Linked DNA regions of Zea mays: regions 1 and 2 are each linked to region 3. A link is a contact called in public Hi-C data. All regions are on one chromosome and are shown on one strand. Each heading gives the region's core, a stretch centred on a gene start, on an enhancer-like site or on the middle of the called end of the contact. The rest is flanking DNA. Distances are from core to core; before and after follow the strand shown. Region 1 holds the start of LOC100283613 (SEC13-related protein). Region 2 has its middle 49 kb from the start of LOC100283613. Region 3 holds the start of LOC542732 (calreticulin 2).

Region 1 (4,756 bases), core at 535-3,034, 320 kb after region 3:
CCTTTAAAGCATCTTCTCATGTCAACTTCGACCTTCCCTACCTCTCTTCTCATTGCTATCACGCATTAGGATCCCACTACGTACTAGTGCCTCTAGAGATCTCCGTTAGACATGTCCAAACCATCTCAACCGGTGTTTGATAATCCTGACACATGATTCAAAAATATTTATATGGCAACCAGCTGTTATGTTCGACCCTAGTTCAATGCCAGAAGTTAGCATTTGTGTCAGTATTCTGAACAGTTTGCTCTAGCTCTATTCAGTCACTCAGACTTCCATTTAGAAAGCTACAGAGCAAGCCATCAACCCATCTTACCTCTTCACCGATTTCAATCCGGAGCATTGAGCAGCCATCCAACAGCCCCATTTTAACTCATGTCTTTATCAGTGCCTAAGTGTGCTTTCATGTAATTTTCCTGCTTCTAATTCTTGCTTAAGGCTTGTGTTAAATTAATGATCTATCTTGTATACCAGGACCTGATCAGCACCCTCAAGACCTCATGTAGAAGTAGATGAGATAAACTCTTGAAAAACCTTGATAGAGTTAGTAGTACCTAAGGAGTAGTCATGAATGGACCTGTAAGTGGGTGAATCCTCAGTTATCAGTAAAACTGGCTACTACTCACGCATCGATTTTTTCCCCTCTGTGCTTCATCATTCCTCTTTTCGACAAAAATTGCTTTATGCCTCACAATTCGGAGAAATTTAAGATTTTGGGACCCAATTCGCATGCCTTTCAAGATTTGACACTCTGGCCACATGTCAATGACCCCACATGTCACTGTGATAGGGGTGTCAAATCTCGAAAGGCATGCAAATTGAGTCCTAAATATCAAAATCTCTCCACAATTCGGGACTATGTGTGCAAGTTACTATATTTGAGAGTCGGTGGACTTTGGCATATTTTCCTCTTCATTCAGAGACTCATGTTTCTTCAGGAAACAATAACTCGTGTTTATAATGTCGTGCAATACGAAACAGGTTCCAGGTCAAGGGAACTCGAGATCCGCTGGTATAGCAGGATGCTGAGGGTCAACACCGAGGATGAGGGAGCGTGGAGGATGTGGGAAATCAACAGAGGGAGATTCACGAATGCCAGGGAGGGCGCCACCGCGGAGATCCAGATGCGGTCGCCCCTTCTTGTCGCAAGGATGATCCCGTCCTTCCGTGACTCCGATCCAAATACCGTGCCGTCAACCGAACGCACGCAAAGCCACTGAAGCGCGACCGGATGGCGGATTCAACGTAGCGAACAGGATTTCAGCCCACCCCCCCCCCCCCCCCCCCCCCCCCCACAAATCCTGACAATTAAACCCACACCAGCACAAACAGAACGAATAATCCACAAAAGCGCAAACAGAGTGCTGAAGATCAGATCCGCCCCACCAGGTCACCAAACATAACGGTCCGGATATCTAGGGTTACGCAGCGGCCAGGAGATCCCACAGAACGAAACGAACAAGCAGTCGCGGAAAAATAGCGATTCCATACCAGCAGAAGGAGGCGAGGTCAGAACCCCGGATCTCCGCGGCTCGCCGGCACGCGGCGGGGGGAGGGGGACGCCAGAGGGTGCCTGAGACGAGGTGGATAGCTCTCCGCCGCTCCCCAGCACGGAGGAATGGTCCAGTGAGCGTTGGCGTGAGATGGGAGAGAGGTGGAGCCTGGAGCGGTGTCCGGATCGGGTGTTCGACGCGGAGGGTGCGGGTGTCCTACAAAGATGAGCGAGGTCTCGATCGGTCGGCTCGGTGGAATAATTGATTTCTTCCCAATGAAAAAGTTGTTTCCATGTTATAATAAGGAACAATTGGATATATACCATTAAAAGATCCAAACTTTAGATATATACCATGGACCCCACATGTCATTGACTCATGTGGACCCACATGTAAGTGAGATAGTAATGGTATGGATCCAAAGTGGTGATCTTTTAATGGTATCGAGATTGTGTAATAACAAAGTTGTAAAGAATTTCTTTTCCTTATATGACTTGTTTCTACCCACTACCACATGTGAACAAACACCTTTAATAAAAAGGATTAAGAGCCAAATACACCTAAATAATCTATGGATCATGCTTGTGCTTATTTGTTTATGTATTTGTCTATTAAGGTAATGATATTAGAAATAAACAAATGGTGAAATAGACATTTAAACCTAAAGTTGAGAATTTAAAATGAGGAGAAAAGAGAAGAAAATACTATACAAATAAGATAAAATAAATATTTAAATGAATTAAATTCGGTTCATATTGTTATGAAAATATAGACATTTAACCTAAGTATGAACTTCACAAATATAAATTCAAATTTAAAATCTAAATTTGAAATAGAGAAGAAAAACAAGGGAAAAGAAAATAAGAAATAAAAGAAATGGGGGAAACCTAATTGGGCCCCGGACTACGCTTTTGGCCCGGTTGGGAATCATCATCATGCGGCCCACTTGACTCCCCTTCGCGCGATCCGGCATCCGCCTAACGCTGACACCCCGGACCCACATGGCATTCTCCCATTCCACAAACTCCGTGCGATCGTGCAGACGCTGCCAGGTGGGCCAGTGCCGTCTGTGACCGCTCCACCTGATCGTCGACAATGGCGTGATTGCGGCACGGACGTGCGAGCTGTTGCTCAAATCCCGGAGCACTATGCGCCTATTTGTGGCACCAGAGTTCTCGGGTGACCCTCCTCCATATCTGTAACCTACATCATGCAGTCGCGGACACGATTAGTTAGGCGTACCCCTTCAGGATCGCGCCATAGAGACCGTTAAGACCGAATCCGAGCGTCGATCGTTGTTCGCGTGCCATAAAATCCTAACCGTCGATCTGGGGACAGACGGATGGATCAGACCTTGTGATCCAATCCACGGCTCGACTGTGGGCTGTTGGATCAGATCCAAGGGTTCCTGTAGAGTACCGGTTGAAGCGCCCCAATCCTCTAGGACTCAAATGTGTAACAATTACTAGTCCCAGGAGCCTAGTAAACACATTTATACATCAGATGATTCCAGATCTGCTTAAACGAGACAAACCTATAAAGGTGGCGATCAACTTTAAGAGTTGGTCCACAACTCGGGACATATCATCAAAGTGGGGCTGAAGTAACCCGATATACGCAGCGAAGCAAATCAGCGGTCCAACAGCCACAAGCAAGGTTGGGAACAGGCGTAACTTTTACCCGATCAGCGATCTCCTTCTCTGAAAAACAACAAATAAGCAAGGGTGAGTACTTACGTACTCAGCAGCCCACCTTCACCCGCGAAATGGGGAAATCAGATATAATGCATGGAATATGTGGAGCTCAGGATATTTTGCAGAAAGAGCAATATTTGATGCAGGGTTATTTTGTAAAACATTTTGTATTTTTCAAAGCGCATCCTTTCCCAAAGGAGCAGGAAGTTTTTCAATGTAGAACAAAATCCCCTGGACTAAACCATCCAGGTATCTCAGCAGTTTCCCACTGGTTTTCATTTTCAAAAACAACTACTGGACTTCCCGTCCACCATAGCTCACGGCTCGACTGTCGGACCTTTTAAAACCACTTTTCAAAAGCATTTTTGTAAAACGAAACACTAATTGTCAAATATGAAAGGGAAATGTACCCTTGGGACATTTCTATAAGATTTTGGTGATTAAGTGCTCCACACAAATGCTTTGAGTAATATTTGTGCCAAAGACTCAAGAAGTGCAAATCAAGAGTAAAGGTATGTTTCTAAGACTTAGTACATTGTTTTGGAGACTAATGTATTGTGTCTAAGTGCTAGAAACAAGAAAAGACCAATTTGGAAAAGACTTGGCTGAGCAGCCAAGACTCTGCGCAGTCTGGGTGCACCGGACTGTCCGGTGGTGCACCAGACAGTGTCCGGTGCGCCAAGCTGGCGTCTGTCAACTGGCTGCTCTTGGGACTTCGATGGCGGTGTACGGCTATAAATCATCGGACTGTCCAGTGGTGAACCGGACTGTCCGGTGAGCCAACAGTCGGCCCGGCCAACGGTCGGCCGCGTAATCCGCGCGCGACGCGTGGCAGAGCCAACGGTCAGAAGGGGGCACCGGGCTGTCCGGTATGCACCGGACAGTGTCCGGTGCGCCAACGACTCTGAATTTCCAACGGTCGGCTTCGCCAAAGAAGGAAAGAAATCCGCACCGGACAGTGTCCGGTGGTGCACCGGACTGTCCGGTGCGCCAGGCGACAGAAGGCAAGAATTGCCTTCCTGGAATGCTCTCAACGGCTCCTAGCTGCCTTGGGGCTATAAAAGGGACCCCTAGGCGCATGGAGGAAGACACCAAGCATTCTCTAAGCATTCCTAAGCACCAAGACTCCAATTCCTGAAAGGGAAATGTGCCCTTGGGCCATTTATAAGTATTTTGGTGATTTAGTGTCCAACACAAGTGCCTAAGTGTAAAAAGGTGGACAAAGCACAAATCAAGGATAAAGGTATGTTTCTCAGACTTAGTACATTATTTTATGGACTAATGTATTGTGTCTAAGTGCTGGAAACAGAAAAAATCGAGTTGGAGAAGAGATGGTCAAGTTCAGCCAAAGTCTGCTCAGTCTGGTTTCACCGGACTATCCGGTGGTGCACCGGACAGTGTCCGGTGGTGCACCGGACAGTGTCCGGTGCGCCAGGCTGGCTCGAGCGAAGTGGCCGCTCTCGGGAATTCACCGGCGACGTACGGCTATAATTCACCGGACTGTCCGGTGTGCACCGGACTGTCCGGTGAGCCAACGGTCGGCAGGGCCAACGGTCGGCCGCGCGATCT
Region 2 (5,016 bases), core at 1,847-4,346, 270 kb after region 3:
AAAGGTTGCTATCGCTGTCCTTGAGTTTGTGAGCTCCCGAGCGCAGGATCTAGGCGATGATGTATGGCCCCTCCCACAACAGCAAGAGCTTATGTTTATCCTTGGTGGCCATTGCCCTTCAAATTGGTCACGACGCTAAACGGTCTATCGCGTACTCGTCGGTCATGGTAACCTCGCAGGTCTTGTTGGTATTTGGCAGAGCGAACCATGACTGTGTTGTGCACTTCATCGAGCAAGTCGACGGTGAGTTGCACGCCCGTCGTTACGTGCTCGTCGTTGTAGGCCTTAGTCCTTGGTGAGCCGTATTCTAGCTCCGTTGATAGCATGACTTCTATGCCGAAGGCCAAGAAGAAAGGTGTGCAGCCCATTGCCCTGGACGGTGTGGCCCGCAGGATCTAGAGCACTGCGGGCAACTACGTTGCCCATCGCCCGACGAACTTTTTCAGCTTGTCAAAAATTAGTGGTTTGAGGCCTTGCAAGATTAGGTCGTTCGCTCATTCAACCTGCCCATTAGACTTCGGGTGCGCCATCGTTGCCCAATCGACGCGGATGTTGAAGTCATCGCAGAATTGTAGGAAGAATTCTCCCGTAAACTGGGTTTCGTTATCAGTGATGATGGAGTTGGGCACCTCGAACCGATAGACGATGTCGTGGAAGAAAGTGGCAGACTCTGATGATTTGAGCTTGGCAATTGGTTTGGCCTCAATCCATTTGGTGAATTTATCCACTACTATAAGCAGGTGGGTGCAGCCCATGGGTGCTTTCGAAGGGCTCGACCAAGTCCTACCCCCAAACCGCAAACAGCTAGGGGATGGGTATGGTCTGGATAGCTTGAGTCGGCATATGCGTTTGCCACACGTAGTACTGGCAGCCCTCACAGGTACGAACGACTTGTTCGGCGTCGATCATGGCCATTGGCCAATAGAATCCTTGTGTGAATGCCTTGCCGACGAGCAAGTGTGGGGCTGCATGGTGCCCACACGTTCCTCCGCGCACTTCGGCAAGCAATTGTCACCCCTCTTCGAACGTGATGCATTTTTGCTTGATGCCAGAGGCACTCTTCTTATAGAGCATTCCGTCAATAATCACGAAGGATTTTGCTTTGCGAGAGAGAATCCTAGCCTCGGTTGTGTCTTTAGGTAGTGCTCAGTCTGATAATCGGTTGATAAGGGGTTGGTGCCAATCCTATCGGTCGATCGTTGCGACCAACTCGCCAATGTGAGCTACCGAGGTGGCCTAGCCGTCTATTTCCTTGCCGCTCCCAACTTCGTCTATTTGATTTTTACTTATGGTTCGTAGAGTTTGAACACAAAGACTCCAACTAGGACGGGTTTCCGCCCGACGCTATGGTTGAGAGCTCATCGGCCTCGGCGTTGAAACGTCTATAACTGTGGTGCAGTTCGAAACCTTTGAACTTCTCCAGCTTTCGTACCTCACCGTAGTATGCACACATTATTGGGTCGTGTGGTTCCATTGCCTTCATGACCTAGTCGACAACCAACTTAGAGACGCCCCTAACCAGGAGCCATCTTGCCCCTACCTCGACCGCGATCCAGAGCCCATTGACGAGGGCCTCGTATTCAGTGACATTGTTGGTGGAGTCAAAGTAGAGACAAATGGCATAACAGAGCTTGTGTCCTTGAGGCGACATGAGGACGACTCTCGCACCGCTTTGGTCTTGAGGTAGGACCCATCAAAATACATGGTCCAGTATTCTGGGTCCTCTACCGGTGGTGGTTCATGTGCCTTCATCCATTCTGCGACAAAGTTAGCAAGGGTATGAGACTTGACTGTGGTTCTAGCGACGTATATGATGTCCAGCCTGTTGAGATCAAGGGACCACTTTCCATTGTGTTACAACGCATCCCGATTTCGGATGATCTCGCCAAGGGGCGTCGTGGACACCACCGACACAGGGTGTCGATCGAAGTAGTGGATCAAGTTCTGCTTGGCGATGAGGACCGCATTGAGCAACTTCTAGATCCGAGGGTATCGTGTCTTGGACTCTGTTAATACCTCGCTGACATGGTAAACATGCCTCTATACCTTGAGTACATGTCCCTCGCTTTCCCTTTCCACCATTAGTGCAGCGCTGGCCACCTAGGTGGTGGCCACAATGTAAAGGAGGAGGGTTTCGTTGGGATCGGGCGCTACTAAAACCGGCGGCGAGGTGAGGAACACCTTCATCCGATTGAGGGTCTCCTGGGCTTCGACCGTCCAAGAAAAATGGTCGCTTTTCCTCAAGAGCTTGTAAAGGGGCATCCCTTTCCCCCTAGTCTCGACACAAACCAGCTGAGCGCGCACGACACACCCAACCAGTCGTTGTACCCGCTTGAGGTTATGGATGGGGCCCATGCGTTGGATGACCTCTATTTTTTCTTGATTAGCTTCGATCCCTTGATCCGACACCATGAAGCCTAGGTGGGGATTCCTTTCTATAAATTCCCTTCATTTTCCTGATCACCAAACTAGCTCTAAAAAGCAACGATCAAGCTTATAATCTGCCGTTTTGGTAGTTAGCTGGGAGAGATGTGGTGCTGTCAGAGGCGAACCTACGTTGATACGAGTGACTTGCCCCGCTCATTTCTCTGTTGTAAGTAGTAATGTTTAGATTTTTATTATGAAGTATCCTGCTCAGACTAACTTAGATGCCCCTCCTTTAGTATTTTAGCGCTCATTCTTACAAGTATGCTACTATGGCTTCACTCCTATTTTTTCCTGGGTCCGCCCTTGCACGTGCTGTTGCTAATAAATAAATAAACTCAGAGCGCACCGGCATAAAACCGGAGACGGACCCCATCCCCAACGTGGAAGTGCTCGCTCCACGGCTGAAGTGGTCGCCAAAGTGGGCACGACGCCGGACCATTTCGTCTTTTTATCTGTAAGCTCTGTTGTCTTCTGGTCGCTGGATCAGTCGATCTGAACCGCCACATCTGGTTGATGGAGGCGGCACGTACCAAGGCTTGCCTCTCGTCATCGTAGAGCTCGTCCATGTGGTTGCCTTTGCCGCTGCTGCCTGCCGGACAGGACACACAAGACTTGACTTCCTGGACGTGCACACCACCGGAGACCGGACCCTGGTGCAGGGACGTGAGCGAGATGGGTCAGAGTCAGAGGCGGTATTCAGTCGGGGCCAAGTCGGGTCGATCACGATTCACGAAGCACATGTCCTGCTTCAGCTTTCACCTTCAGCAGCGCAAGTTTTTTACCGCCCATGGATGTTCGTTGCTGACTGACGGCTTGCTGCAGCACTACGGATGGGAATGGGCTGGCGGCTTGCTGCACCACGGATGGGAATGGGCCGGATCCGGCACTCCCAATTTTTAAGGATACTAATATAATACATGTATATAAATTATTCCATAAAATACTAATATATAACCTGTTTTAGAAAATACGCCTCATCTTCCTTAAGCATCAACTGTGTTTAATAAAAATATAACACACACTAATAAAAATTATAAGAGATAAATATATGTGGATTGCTTATTTTTCTTTCCCCTCCTAATAATTAGCTTCTTTCCTTTTTTGAATAATTTGTGGTATAATATATGGATAAACACTAATATAAAGGGCAAAGGTTGTGGGGTCGAAGGGGAGGAGGAAGGTATGACACATGGGCTGATCAGAGTGATTGTGTCGGCCCGTGTCTGTACCCCATGATCGGGGGTACCCACTGCTACCGTGTCAAGATAAATGATCACGTGGGTAGCTCTAACAGTGTGCTAAAAGAACTGAGCAGGCCGACCACCGTAGGACCGGTTCCACCTGATAAGGGTATGCTAAGTGATTACGTCTACGGGTCCAGACCCCATGGGTAAGGCCCGGACCCCCGCACGCTCCATCCGGGTCACCTAGGACGGGTCCTCGGTGCACACGTGTAATTAGACCTCCTTACGTACCTTCTGGACCCCGTGGGGTGCATGCCGAGAACCTACGGCCAGGCTGCGTCCTTGGTGCAAGCCCTTCGTCCATGTAGGGGTCCGGTGCCGCCATGTGGCCTCAGGGCACGTGGCACAAGTTTTCGGCTGGAAGCAAGCCTCCTGTCTGCACGCCCACTACCCTCATTTACTGTGGGGCGACCGTGGCGTGCTCCGTCGCATGCAGAACATGGCATGCGTCTGACAGGTCATGCAGACTAACAAGTAACAAGACTTCTCCACACGTTACCGAGGCTCAGAGCGACACATTTAATGTCCGCTCAGGATAACACAGGTTATCGAGGCAGTTATCTCGGTTGTGTCGGAAATGGCATCATGAGGCGACGCGCACTGCTGTCTGCTGCAGTGTGGGATGGAGGTGATAGCACGATGATATCTCCTGCATGTGCTAGTGTATCCAGACCGACGGCGTTAGCACACCAGGAACATCCCGCTATGGGCCCAAACCAGCAAACAGCATGACGGACCGATTGTGTCGGCCCGTGTCGGTACCCCATGATCGGGATACTCACTGTTAATGTGTCAAGATAAATGATGATGCGGGTAACTTTAATCGTATACTAAAAGAACTGAGCAGGCCAGGACTGGTTCCACCTGATAAGGGTATGCTTAGTGATTACATATACGGGTCTGAATCTCATGGGTAAGGCCCGGACCCCCGCACGCTCCATCCGGATCACCCAGGACGGGTCCTCGGTGAGCACGTGTAATCGGACCTCCTTACGTACCTTCCGAACCCCGTGGGGGCAGGCCCAAAACCTACGGCCAAGCTGTGTCCTTGGCGCAAGCCCTCCACCCAGGTAGGAGTCCAGTGCCACCACATACCCTCAGGGCATGTGGCACAAGCCGTCGGCTAGAAGCAAGCCTCCTGTCTGCAGACCCACTACCCTCATTTACTATGGGGCAACCGTGGCGTTCTCTATCGCATGCAGAACATGACATGCGTCTGACAGGTCGTGCATACTAACAAGACTGCTTCGCGCGTTACCGAGGCACACAACGATGCATTTAATGCCCGCTTAGGATAACACGGTTATCGAGGCAGTTATGTCAGTTGTGTGGGCAATGGCATCAT
Region 3 (4,321 bases), core at 80-2,579:
GATAGTGTGAACCTTCTTGGTGCTGTACCCACAGATATCTGGTCCAAACATAATGCTGCAGTACAGAAGAATGAGGTTACAAGTACAAGATGAGATATGATAGGGAGAAGGAGCGCAACAATATTGTTCAAAGTCTACCTGTAAGATGTGTCTCCACCAAATTTCTTCTGGTCTACATCACCACCACCCAGCAACTTGACGTAGCCACCACCGCAGTCAAGCTTCTGCTCGTGCTTCACAGAGAACTGCAGCACCAGGGTCTTATCCTTGTTGCTGAACTCAGGGTATTCGGCTGAAATGGCATAGAACCTGTAATCCTCGGAGGTTTGAATACCTGCAACAAGAAACGTGTTGAGTAACTCATAAATAAACTGAAACCACCAATCTTCTGATGTTTTGGAATTTACCTTTGTCCTCGGCATCTCCATTCCATTTTCCCGAGGTGTGGTTCCATTCACCAGCCATGTTCTCATCCTTCTTCCACTCGGACTTGACCCACCGACTTTCCCAGCCATCTGGCCATCACAACAGTGCAAAATGTCATGAAGGGTAATGTCAAAATTACAAAATGCTTCGTGGTACAACAAAACTGACAGTCAGTATTGGAGATCCTATAATTCCTAATGTGAACCACCAGCTGGTCCAAACTTACTCTGGAGAACTGCACGACATGTTCCTAATCTAGGTGAAATAAACATCAACACATAATCCCAAATCAAAATACATTCAGGTCAAGGGTACAAATAGTATAAAATTTGATCGCCTCAGCAGAAATGCCATAAGATTCACCGCACTATACAGCCGAATATGAATGCTGACCAAAGGCAACACTATTCGAACAGATTACCCAAACTACCGCACGAAAATTCACAACCGCAGGATCCATGCATACGGAGATAACTGAAGTACCGAACACCATATATACATGCCACTAGATCTTACGAGCAAATCACGACCACCGTCACACACCTACACACTGTTAAATCGCATGAACGAGCCAAAAACCCACTGGTCCGACGAAATTAATGCCTAACATTTCACACGCACTGCATTCGGGCGGTCGGGCCAAGACATAGGGCGCATCGCAACAGACCAGATCGCACTGTTCGAGTGGTGGGATCAAGGGAATCACCTTCGAACTTCTCCTGGAAGAAGACCTCCCCTGCAACGGCGGCGACAGAGGCGAGCGCGAGAAGTGCCGCGACGGCGTACGAAGACCCCTTGCGGATCGCCATACCGGCGAAGCCCGATGGAAACTTATGGAAGCTTCCGATCCGATCTGAACCCCCCAGGTCGTGTTCTATCGGTCACTGCGGAGAGCGAGCGGGGCTGCTTAAAAGGAGCAGGGGGTGTGGGTGGGTTTACGGTTTCCACTCACCTGCATGGTGGGCTCACCGCAAGTGCTTGTCTCCCTGACGGCTGGGTCCAATGAAGGTGAGCGTAAGGGTTGCTGCCACAGTGGCGGGTGTGGGCCATAGCGTCGGGCCAATGGAAGGCTAGCTTCCGATGGTCCGGCCAGTCGGGAATTGACGCGTGGCGAATTCGACGTGTTTGGGAGGTTTCCGGAGGAGCGGGTAGGTCATCCTTGCGTGAAGGGAGGTAGAAATAATAAAATTAGGTTGGTTCCAGGCTTCTAGCCTCCCTCTATAGGCATGTAACACCTAGGGCGTAATGGGATTAGACGGATATTACAGGTTTCTTATTTAGGGGTGTTGAATGAACCATAATTAATAATTAGTTGACTAAAAATTTGTTGTGGAATTAGTAGCTAATAAATAGCTACCTAAGAGCATCTCTAAAAGATAAGCTAAATAGCTTGTCAAACTAAATTTTAGCTATTTAGGGGTGTTTGGTTACCCAAACTAAACTTTAGCCCCTATCACATCGAATGTTTGAACCTCCGTTCCGGGTATTAAATGTAGTCGGATTATAAAACTAATTTGTCAGCCGAAGATTAAAAGACGAGACGAATCTAGTCCAGTTAGTTGGGTCTATATTTCATACTCCTATTTAAAAGTCAAACGCTTGATGTGACCCGGGCTAAACTTTAGCAGGGGCAACCAAACACCCCCTTAATAGCAAAATAGCTCTCCAACAAACTATCCATTTAATTTGCCAAGTTATCCGGCTCTCTACATTGATTCTCACTGGCCAAATTTAGCTAGCAACTCTCGCTAGCCAAGCTAACCTACATGTTGGAGAGTCTATTGGAATAAGATGTTATATATAGAGTTTAATCTTTATGGAGGGACAAATAAAGAGTTAAATAGAGAGTCAAAAATAAAGAGTCTTTTGTAGATGCTCTAAGGAGATGTTTGAATGCACTAGAGCTAATAGCTAGTTAGCTAAAAAATTGCTAGTGGAATTAACTAGCTAACAAATGGCTGACTAACTATTAACTAATTTTACTAAAAATAACTAATAGTTGAAGGGGTGTTTGATGTTTATAGCTAATTTTAGCCACTAACTATTAGCTCTAGTGCATTCAAACACCCCCTAACTACTAACTAATTTACCAAAAATAGCTAATAGTTGAACTATTAGCTAGGGTGTTTGAATGTGTCAACTAGGGGTGTTTGAATGCACTACAACTAATAGTTAGTGGCTAAAATTAGTTGAGATTTTTGGTAAATTAGTTAATAGTTTGATAGTTATTTGTTAGCTAGCTAATTCCAGTAATAATTTTTAGCCAACAAATTATTAGTTCTAGTGCATTCAAACACTCCCTTTAGCCACTAACTATTAGTTCTAGTGCATTCAAACACACACTTATTTTATATTTTTTCTTAGGATTTAGATCTGATATAAATAATATCAAGTTTTGTTGGATACAATTTAAATGGATATTAATATCTTAAATATCTAAATTTGAAAATACGGATATGAATAAAAAACGGATACTGAGTGTCCAACTCGATATGGATAAGATCTCAGCTCTCTTAGACAGATCAAATTTGAATATGGACAGATAATATCTGTGTCATTTACATTTCTAACTAACATCATATTAGACTATCTCCAGTAGCTTACACATATCTTTATTCAAACTCCACCCTACCAACATTACAGTCTATAGTTGTCGGGGACCATAATTAGGGGTACCCCTAGGACTCCTAATCTCAGCTGGTAACCCCCATCAGCACAAAGCTGCAAAGGCCTGATGGGCGCGATTAAGGTCAAGGCTCAGTCCTCTCAAGGGACACGATCTCGCCTCGCCCGAGCCTAGCCTCGGGTAAAGGCAGCCGACCCCAGAGGATTCACGTCTCGCCCGAGGGCCCCCTCAAGCAACGGACACACCTTCGGCTCGCCCGAGGCCCAGTCTTCGCAGAGAAGCAACCTTGGCCAGATCGCCACGCCAACCGACCGTATCGCAAGAACATTTAATGCAAGGATCGCCTGACACCTTATCCTGACGCGCGCTCTTCAGTCGACAGAGCCGAAGTGACCGCAGTCACTTCGCCGCTCCACTGACTGACCTGACAAGAAAACAGCGCCGCCTGCGTCGCTCCGACTGCTGTGCCACTCGACAGAGTGAGGTTGACAGCAGCTAAGTCCAGCCTCGGGCGCCATAGGAAGCTCCGCCTCGCCCGACCCCAGGGCTCGGCCCCCGTCTCGGCCTCGGAAGATGGACTTCGCCTCGCCCGACCCCAGGGCTCGGACTCAAACCACAACTCGGAAGACGGTCTCCGCCTCGCCCGACCCCAGGGCTCGGGCTCAACCTCGACGCTGGACGACGAACTCCGCCTTGCCCGACCCCAGGGCTCGGACACAGCCTCGGCCTCGGAAGACGGTCTCTGCCTCGCCCGACCCGGGGCTCGGACTCGACCTCGACCTCGGAAGACGAACTCGACCTCGACCTCGGAGGAGCCTCCGCCTCGCCCGACCTAAGGCTCGGACCGACCACGTCACAGGGGGGGCCATCATTACCCTACCCCTAGCTAGCTCAGGCTACGGGGAACAAGACCGGCGTCCCATCTGGCTCGCCCTGGTAAACAAATAATGATGGCGCCCCGCGTGCTCCATGACGACGACGGCTCTCAGCCCCTTACGGAAGCAAGGAGACGTCAGCAAGGATTCGACAGCCCCGACAGCTGTCCTTCCGCAGGGCTCCAGCTCTCCTCTGACGGCCACGACATCACATGAACAGGGTGCCAAAACCTCTCCGACTGCCACGACGGCATGTACTTAGGGCTCTAGCTCCTCTCTGCTAGACACGTTAGCACATTGCTACACCCCCATTGTACACCTGGACCCTCTCCTTACGCCTATAAAAGGAAGGTCCAGGGCTCTCGTACGAGAAGGTTGGCCGCACGGGGGAACG

Evidence for each region. Hi-C and Micro-C count contacts between places; a contact is called where the count stands out from the background.
Region 1: a Hi-C map of leaf shows a contact between it and region 3, with 8 times the contacts expected there. The contact joins the promoter of LOC100283613 here to the promoter of LOC542732 in region 3. A contact is called at or near these places in 5 of 25 Hi-C or Micro-C datasets (bundle sheath, ear, endosperm and 2 more).
Region 2: a Hi-C map of tassel shows a contact between it and region 3, with 4 times the contacts expected there. The contact joins the enhancer-like site here to the promoter of LOC542732 in region 3. A contact is called at or near these places in 3 of 25 Hi-C or Micro-C datasets (ear, leaf and tassel) and 1 of 3 datasets of contacts at active chromatin or transcription factors (leaf).

What each region holds. Positions count from the first base shown.
Region 1 is chr7:25,635,525-25,640,280 of Zm-B73-REFERENCE-NAM-5.0, forward strand. LOC100283613 (SEC13-related protein) reads right to left here and starts at 1,785. Exons shown (of 2, transcript NM_001156514.1): 1 at 1,492-1,785.
Region 2 is chr7:25,585,690-25,590,705 of Zm-B73-REFERENCE-NAM-5.0, forward strand. No RefSeq gene overlaps it. Among protein-coding and RNA genes, the nearest start is that of LOC100283613, 49 kb to the right of the region's middle. Within about 2 kb of position 3,097, at least 13 of the 20 cell types and tissues checked have an H3K27ac peak or open chromatin away from gene starts, as enhancers often do. A contact at or near this core is called in ear, leaf and tassel, where this site is marked.
Region 3 is chr7:25,314,229-25,318,549 of Zm-B73-REFERENCE-NAM-5.0, forward strand. LOC542732 (calreticulin 2) reads right to left here and starts at 1,330. Exons shown (of 14, transcript NM_001309255.1): 1 at 1,133-1,330; 2 at 408-515; 3 at 139-334; 4 at 1-55. The coding sequence starts at 1,235.